2 separate regions of the Triticum aestivum genome follow, and region 2 is linked to region 1. A link is a contact called in public Hi-C data. All regions are on one chromosome and are shown on one strand. Each heading gives the region's core, a stretch centred on a gene start, on an enhancer-like site or on the middle of the called end of the contact. The rest is flanking DNA. Distances are from core to core; before and after follow the strand shown.

The links. A called contact is a pair of places that touch in the nucleus more often than the background predicts.
Region 2: a Hi-C map of leaf shows a contact between it and region 1, with 7 times the contacts expected there. The contact joins the enhancer-like site here to the promoter of LOC123181774 in region 1. A contact is called at or near these places in 4 of 5 Hi-C or Micro-C datasets (leaf and an unstated tissue) and 1 of 1 datasets of contacts at active chromatin or transcription factors (leaf).

Annotation. Positions count from the first base shown.
Region 1 is chr1D:322,245,866-322,250,040 of IWGSC CS RefSeq v2.1, reverse strand. It overlaps LOC123181774 (UDP-glucuronic acid decarboxylase 2), which reads left to right and starts at 1,783. Exons shown (of 6, transcript XM_044594107.1): 1 at 1,783-2,552; 2 at 3,386-3,533. The coding sequence starts at 1,920.
Region 2 is chr1D:322,491,279-322,496,145 of IWGSC CS RefSeq v2.1, reverse strand. No RefSeq gene overlaps it. Among protein-coding and RNA genes, the nearest start is that of LOC123181777, 9.1 kb to the left of the region's middle. Within about 2 kb of position 1,360, at least 6 of the 8 cell types and tissues checked have an H3K27ac peak or open chromatin away from gene starts, as enhancers often do. A contact at or near this core is called in leaf, where this site is marked.

The DNA.
Region 1 (4,175 bases), core at 534-3,033:
CTACCATTGCTATCGTTACTACTTCTATCAAATTACCATACTACTGTGCTACTGATCACTCTACTGCAGATATTTAGTCTCCAGGTGTGGTTGAATTGACAACTCAACTGCTAATAATTGCAAATATTCTTTGGCCCCCCTTGTGTCGAATCAATAAATTTGGGTTGAATACCCCACCCTCGAAAACTGTTGCGATCCCCTATACTTGTGGGTTATCATGGGGCCCACAAGGCACCAGGGCGCGCCCCACCCGCGGGGCGTGCCCTGTTGCCTTGCCATCTCCTCGCTGCTTGTCTGGTCTTCTCCTAAAGCTTCCTGGGTCTCTTATGTCTAGAAAAAATCGTCTAAAATTTTCATAGCGTTTGCACTCCATTTGGTACAGATTTTCCGAAAAACCAAAAACAAGTAGAGCAACTAACACTAGGCACTGAGTTAATTGGTTAGACCCCAAAATGATATAAAATTGCATAAAAAGTATCCAAGATTGATAATATAATAGAATGAAGCAATCAAAAATTATAGATACATTGGAGACGTATCAGTCTTCCAGCTTAGGGACACCGGATTTATAGGCATGTGAATCTTGAAAATATCACTGGAGAGGGAATATCCAACCGTTGGCGTCTCAAGACCATCCTATGTATGAGTATAGAGGCCTAATTGTCGCCTTAACAGCCGAGAGATCTCCACCATCAATAATTAAAGGTGATAAATGGACCATTTTGATCCAAACTTAGACCAGGTACTTGCGAAATATGATAGTAAGCTAAGACATTAAAAACCATCTCCGAAACCATTGCATGGCGTGGAAAATATGCACTACTAAAATCATATAAACCCTATGTGAAACTATTGTATGTCGTAAAGTAGATACTTGTAAAATACACTCACAAATTTTTAGAAACAGAAATGCTCTATAGGTTTCTCAAACCAAGGTTGTCCATCTCGAGGTTCGCCGCGAGGTTAACCATGACAACGTGACCTCGGTCGGAAAAAAAAAGGACAATATGTTGAGCTCATTCATATGATTGGAGTTATTTTTGTCTCTGAGTTAACCCCTACTATAAATGCTTAGCCATGCTTAATAAAACCCAACGAGTCTCTTACTAAAAATGATAAATGAATCAATTTGGTTTAAACTTAGGTCTGATACGCGCAAAACATGGCAGTATAAATTAAGACATCACAAACTCTATGTGAAATAATACATGCACATTTATCATATAATTAAAGATGATAAATGATTCATTTTGGTCTAAACTTAGGTATGATAGCCCCAGATATGGCAATAATTCAAGACATTTCAAATCCTATATATGAAACAATGCAAATGTACATTTACCGTCTAATTAGAGATGATAAATGATTCATTTTGTTCTAAACTTGGACCTGGTACGCCTCAAACATGGCAGTAAATTATACTATGACATTGAAAACGGACCCTCTCTGAGACCATTCTATGGTGGTAATTTCTGAGTATCTAAAAAAAAACCTATGTATACCTAAAGAAACGGATGAAGTACTATAGAGGTTAATTTTGTAGAACCGGTCGGCAGCCCAGGCCAGCTAGCCGCCGACTGAGACCGTGGCGATCAGGCCACACACGGCCGCCGCACCACCACCTAATCTCGCCGGCCTGCCCGTAGTCAAACCCCTCCCTCCCACGCAGCACCGCACCGCACCGCACCGTCGATCTCGATCGGCTCCAACGGGTCGGGTCCCACGAGGCAACCAGGCCACGCGGCGCCTCCCACCCCGCCCGCAGCATAAATACCTCCTCTCCCACCTCTGACACGCACCTCACCCCGCGCCCTTACCGACACAAACCTGCGGCGAGGTCCCTGCGCTCCCTCTTACACGGGGGGCCCCACACTTCTCCGGCCACGCCACCGGGTCCTTCTTGCCTCGGCCCGCCGGAGATGGCGTCCGAGCTCACGTACCGTGGCGGGGCTGCGTCCCCGTCCGCGGGCGCCGCCGGCGCCGGCGAGTATTCGTCCGCGAAGCCCGCCAGCTCCAAGCCGCTCGCGTGGCTGCCCCGCGCCGCCCGCTACGCCGCGGCCGAGCACCGCCCGCTCTTCGCCCTCGTCGGCATGCTCTTCGCCGCGGCCCTCTTCTGCCTCGCCGCCCCCTCCGGCTCCGGCTCCGGCACCGCCGCCCCCTACTCCTCCTCCGGACGCGCGGCCGCCGTCTCCGGCGCGCTCACCCGCTTCTCCGTCGACCCCGCGGCGCACAACCCGGGCCGCCAGTTCGTGGCCGGCAAGGTGCCCCTGGGGCTGAAGCGCAAGGGGCTGCGCGTCCTCGTCACCGGCGGCGCCGGCTTCGTGGGCAGCCACCTGGTGGACCGCCTGGTGGCGCGCGGCGACAGCGTGATCGTGGTGGACAACCTCTTCACGGGCCGCAAGGAGAACGTGATGCACCACTTCGGCAACCCCAACTTCGAGATGATCCGCCACGACGTCGTCGAGCCCATCCTCCTCGAGGTCGACCAGATCTACCATCTCGCCTGTCCCGCATCCCCCGTCCACTACAAGTACAACCCCGTCAAGACAATCATATCCTTTCTTCTTCTAATTCATTCAAACTTCAACTGCTTGGATCTCGATGGTTTGACTTTTCCTGGCTTCTCGTGATCGCTAATTTTTATTTCCTTGCATTTTACTGGGTGGGAGATATTTGCGGTACAAGGGTCCTGTTCTTTTGCGCAGCTCTGCCGCTTGCTGCACATCTGGGTAAATCCCGTGCGCATTTCTGGATTGGGAATCTGCGATTGCAAGGGGGATTTTTGGGTGCGTGGAGCTCGGGATTTGCGCCACGTTTCGCCGTCAATTTTGGAGCTTTCTGCGCATCGTGGTGTTCAGGAAGACCAGAGCTTGATCCCATTTACCGTTTTCACCATAAAATTTACTAGCATTTTGTTCAATCAAACAGCTGGGTTAGTAAAATCTGCCAATCTTGATAGGAGAACAAGCAAGGCCTCTGCATCACATGATGCACACAGCCATAGCAAAAGTTGGTCCTATCATCAGATTTTCTAGATGTGGCATCTCTAGACCAGTCTACTTTACTTTACTTTATGATCCAGTAATTGGAGGAGAGAAAAAGGCAAAAGCAAAAGCAAACTCGCATTGTGCTTGGATCTGGTTGAGCTGTAGAGCTAGCTTAACTCTGACATAAAGAGAGTACAGCTTAAACGTGAGATCCAAGTGGGAGCTGTCCCCGCTAAGCAACTTTGCTTACTGATCACTTCACATGACCTTCCTGTTGCGTACTTTTGCAACCACCTTTTGGAGGTTTTAGTCCAACAACCAAGTTATTATGATGCAATATTGCGTGTTCCTTTGGAAATGCTATGTGTGAATGTGATCCTTGACCTTCGAGATGGCACAAGACCAATGTGGTTGGTACACTCAACATGCTTGGACTGGCCAAGAGGATCGGCGCCAGGTTCCTCCTCACCAGCACCAGTGAGGTCTACGGTGATCCCCTCCAGCACCCTCAGGTGGAGACCTACTGGGGCAATGTCAACCCCATCGGTAAGAACTCTCCTCAATCCTCATACTCCTCCAGCTCATTCATAAGTGTGATGGTGTTAGGTTTCTCATTAGTTGTACCAGATCTATCATGATGATTTTGCTTATTGTTACACGAGGTTAGCGAAGAAAAGTAGATCCAAGTTGGATCATGCGTAGTAGAAGTTGCCCAGTCTTTGCGTGGTAGGGACTGTTGGTACCAAACTGATGATGTTTCTGGTCTTCTGGACTCACGTTCATTACGTTTCACACTTCCGTGTGATATTGGGAGTAGGTATGCTGAACATGGATTTGGGGTTGTCCTAGTTTTACTCGGAGTAGTTTTGGAAGTAGTTTCGAGTGATTTTGATTGTGGGGGTGGATTGAGAATAGAAAATATAACATTTTGCCAGTTGGGTTATATCTACCAGTAGTAGTATAACAGAAGAAGGAAGCACAAGTAGAGCAGTGATGAGCTTTTGAAAATAGAAATGTTCTTGAGCTGAAGGCTACTGTTATAACCAGAAATCCTCGTTTACTCAATTTGGGGAATGGGGTGTTGGAATCTTACTAGCTGGAGATGCCGCCCGTGGAATCTAGATGGGGGTAGCCTCCTGCGTGGTTTGATTCTTTCTGCCAGAAAGGGACAATTCTGGTTGGTGAAAT
Region 2 (4,867 bases), core at 111-2,610, 250 kb before region 1:
ATTTTGGAGAAAAAAATTCATGAATTTGAAATGAATCCACGCATTTAATATAAAAGAAAAAGAAGGAAGAAAAGAAAATGGTAAAAGAAAAACCCAATAAAAATGTCAGGAGAAAAAACCACGAACTGAAGAAAGAAAAAAAAACAAGTATTTCCCAATGGGTGGGATAGACTAGTGGTTGCTGTGCTTTCCTTCAAATCCAGAGATTACAAGTTTGAAGCCTGTCGCCTGCACCGGCCCAGGTAAGAGCGCCTTCATCAGTTAACAGCATGTACGTTAATGAGCGCTGAAGGCATCGAATAGGAAATGCCACGAATCGCCGGCTCGTTTTGGCAGAGCTGCCAGCACGGCCCTCACCATAATGAGCCCAAAGCAGCAAAATGGCCTCAGGTTTCTTCCTCCCCAGCCCAGCCCAGAAGGGGAGATACACACACAAGCCTGCCAGTCCCCATGGTTGAAGGTCGTCCAGAAAAGAAAATTGAAGCGGGAAAGGAGCCTAGTCACAGGCACGGGCAAGTGCAGCAACGTGATGGAGGCATGGGGGCACAGCTCACACCACATGATCCACATGGGGATGGGGGGACACAAGCACGGTGCCGCCTCATGATCATTCATTCACGCATACACCGTCTCACGCCCGGCGTGAGCACCAACACCAACACGCATGGCACAAGCATATGTTTGCTCCAAAAAGGCACCCCCGTAAAATAAAAAATAATAGGAGTACAAAGTAAGTTGCTGATCCAGAGTGACCCTTCACTGCATGCAAAAGCGTGGATGATTTTTTGCTTGTGGTTTGTGTTGTTCGTCCCATCCCATTATTGGTACCCTGCAATGCATGCCTTGGGTAAAATGTACAAAAATAACCCAAAGCCGAAAGTAATTTAAAAAAAAATCTGAACGAAATTATTTCACAGAAATAACCCTTTCAGATAGCGTCCAACACATAGACGAAGGCGCTATGCTACACAATATAGCGCCTGACACGGAGGAGCTATGCTCACAATGTAGCGTCATGACTCGGGTGCTACATTGTGTAGCACCCATGCCTCAAGGGTTACCCGTGTGGCATAGCGATTATGTGTTGAGAGCTAGTACCTAAAAGGGTTGAAGTTTGTGAAATAGATTCGACGAGAGTTTGTTTTCCAAATTACTTTCGTGCCTTTGGGCTATTTTGTCCATTTTGCCCCTGCCTTGCGGATGCACAATTTGCCGACGCCGACGCCGACGCCCGTCGTCTACGGCACGACGACTCCTGAGAAAAATCTACGCATCGCTGGACCCCTTTGGCGTCCTGCCGATCGTTGGACTCTTATTCTGGCGTTCACTTGAGCGGCCACACCTATCATGTGCTAGTGTGGTTCAGGTCACCCTCGTGGCGGAAGACGGAGTCCCGGGGTTCAAACATTTGCGCGTGCCATAGCATACGAGAGTCCTCTTCGAGGAAGTAGGGTCTGCCGCTTTCGTGGGGTCACGGGGCCGGCCTAACATTTGGAATCTTCCTTCGTTGCTGGGTAGGTACACACACAGTGAGAGACCCAGGTAGGTCGTCCACACTCGGACAGCTGGACTGGACTAGGAAACTCGCTGAGAAGTATGGCCGCCATCAGTCATGCATGCATGCATGCAGACATGGAGCGCAGAGTCCAAATTTATCCGGCCAAGAAGGAGATTGACGGGTTGAAACGGTGTGGCGGTTTGGCAGATTTAGGTGTTCATTTCATTTCATTCCATTTAGTCGCCGCCCGCGCGACGTACGGAGTGCTAGCTGCTGACTGCTCTGCTTTCTCGTAGATTTCCATCCCATTCCCATGGAAGATCACACAAGACTTTGACAGAAGTACCGGTCAGGAAGTCTTTTGGTGCCCCAAGAGGATCTCTATCAGACACCGTATAATGCCGACCTGCAAACTGCATTTACAGTTCGCTACAGATGAAATTTGCGGGTCGAATTTGTGCGCTGCTAAAATCAGACACCGTATATGAAATTGTAAAATTTAAAATAAGCATTCACGGGAGAAACTTGCAACGACATTGATCATACATTAGTTCATCTACATAGCACATTGATCATACTAGTGGGGGAATCTGCGGGACCAAAAATCGACGAGCTCGCGGCGGCGACGACGCAGCGAAGGAGCCGGAGGAGCTCAATCCTCGTCGAAGGAGTCGAGGTCGATGAAGAACTTGGCCTACTCCGCCTTCATGACGCGCAGGTCCGCCTCCTTGGACGCGTGCGCCCGCGACGCCCGTCTGGAGGAACATCTGCCGTACTCGAGCTCACGGTAGCGTGCTTCGGCCTCCTCCTGCTTCCTCGCCGACACGCTCCATGACGACGCGCTCTAGGTGCTCCTCCTGCCCTGGGGGGAGGTAGTCCTCGGGGCCGATCACTCCTCGACGTGGCGGCGAGTCGGCCTTGAGCTTGACGGCGAGCGGCCCGAGCTCCTTCGGCTCTCTCTTCCCCGGAGTGAGCCGCGAGCTCGAGGCGCCCACGGACGAGCTCCCCGCGGCAGAGGAGCCGGAGGAGGCGTGGCGGCGGCGGGCGAGCTCGCGCTCGAACTCGACCAGCTCGCGGGGTTCGGACGCCGGCTGGCTACCGTGGTTGAGCCACCTCCGGCGCCCCGCTTGCGTGCGGCGTCGGACCTGGCGTGGCGGCGGCGCTCCGCGTCATCCCCAGAGCTCCCGTAGCCATCCATGGCTTTTTCAGGCTCACTGGCGGCAAGAAACTGGGCGGAGGAGGAGGGGAATCGCGACAGAGGAGGAGGGGAATTGCGGCGGAGCGGCGGCGGAGGAGGATAGGCTTTGACCCGTATTTGAGCGGTGAAATCGCATATATAGCGGTAGGGAGAGAGTTTTTGCGGACCGCGGTAAAATATTTACGGGCCGGACCGCGGATACGGTGTCTATTCTAGCCAGAAAAACGGGCCGAACCCGTACACTTACCGGAATTATACGGGCTCGGCCCTTTTACGGATCTGCTAGATATGCTCTAAGAGCAACTCTAGCAGACACCTTAAAACTGCGACCCGTATAGCCATTTTAAGGGCTGAGAAAAACACGTTATAATGGCCAAAATCGGCTGCGGCGGAACAGCGCCCACAAACCCAACCGGTAAAAGAGAATATCCCTGCGCTGTTCCGCGCGCAGTCAATTTCAGCCCTCAAACCGTAAAACCAAATAATGCAATTGGCCGTGATTTTGATAAATAAAACACAAATTACGAGAATTTAAACACAGCTTTTGCGACATTTAAATGTAGTTTTCGTGCCACAACCCAAAAGACATCGCATCCATCGTCACTCCATTATCATCATCATCACAAGATGAAACCTTCGCCGTCGCCATTGCCACTTGCCGAACCACCACCGAACCTTGGCACCGCATGCTGAAATTTGAGATGGGCTCTAGGCCCATATTGCAATTTCTGAAAAATCCCTAAGGGCCCATGTGGGTTTATTGGCACTAGGTGGAGTGGGAAGTTTAGTCCCACCCCGAAAGTGGAAGAGGAGTTGGACCTCCTTATAAGGGTTTCTCTTCTACAAGCTATTGGAGCTTGAGAATATAAGAGGCCCTCGCGCACTCCTTCTCCGCCGCCCGCCTCGCCACGCCTCGTCACGACACGCCGTGGGTTGCGGGATTGAGCCGAGCCGAGCTCACACCTACGCGCTTATTTTTGCCAGTCACTAACGGAGTGTTCTCTGACAGCTGGGCCACGATTTGAGACGTCGGATCGTGGGCTGTCACGGACTCGGACGTGGGTCGAGCCCACGTCTCTCCACGCGGCTGTGCCTATATAAGTGTACGGTGTCTCCTAACCCTAGCCGCCACGAACAGATCACATCTGCTCCATGCGCTCGCCCATCGTCGTTCCTTTGCTGCTGCTGCTGCCGCCGGTGACTCCATCCCGTCTGCCGCGTACACGGTCGATGGGAGAGCAGGTCTCTGAAACCCCGTCTCTCCGATTCCAGTACAGGAGAGAGGCGAATATGTTTTTGGGAAGCGACTACGCGACTGCTCGCCGTTCGTCTACTTCCTCTACGTCAGCGTCGTCCTCGTCATCACCATGTCCACCGACGCCGAACGTGCCACCGCCGAGAAAGCTGAAGCCGACAAGAAGGCCTCCGAGGATGCTGTTGCCGCCACCACCGCATTTATCCCGCTCCTGTTTATTTTCGTATTAGCAGTACTAACAGTATGTGTAGGTTTGTCTACTGTTTGCTTAGTACGTGCATGTTTAGATCAGAGTCAACACGTCGTCAATTCAGTCAATGCCATGCTAGTGATTTATCTATGGATTAAATTAGTCGAAAAGTTGCCTATTTACTCAGCAATCCAAAAACCTATTATGTGTAGGAATTTTTCGGCAAGTGGCTTTGCCGCTGCACTGAAATCGGATAAGTTTACCGGTACGTATTTTAAGTGTTAGCAGACTAATACCACTTTATGGCTCACGGCTATGAACGTGTTCTGGGTCACTGGTGTCTCCACGGGAACGATTGCTCCTGAACAGGAGAAGGCGTTTAAGGAGGCCACCATTGTGTTTCTCGGAGCAGTTCTTAGCGTGATCGGAGATAAATTGGTCAACGCATATTTACATGTGCATGTCGCCAAGGACTTGTGGGAGGCGCTCGAATCTAAGTTCGGGGCCGCCGACGCCGGGAGCGAGATGTATATTATAGAGCAGTTCCACGATTACAAGATGGTTGAGAACCGTCCTGTATTGGAGCAGGCTCATGAGATAACATGCATTGTTAAGAAGCTTGAGCTTCTTAAGTGCGAGTTACCGGGCAAGTTTGTCGCGGGCTGCATAATCGCTAAGCTCCCTAATTCCTGGAGGAACTTTGTCACCACTCTAAAACATCAGAGG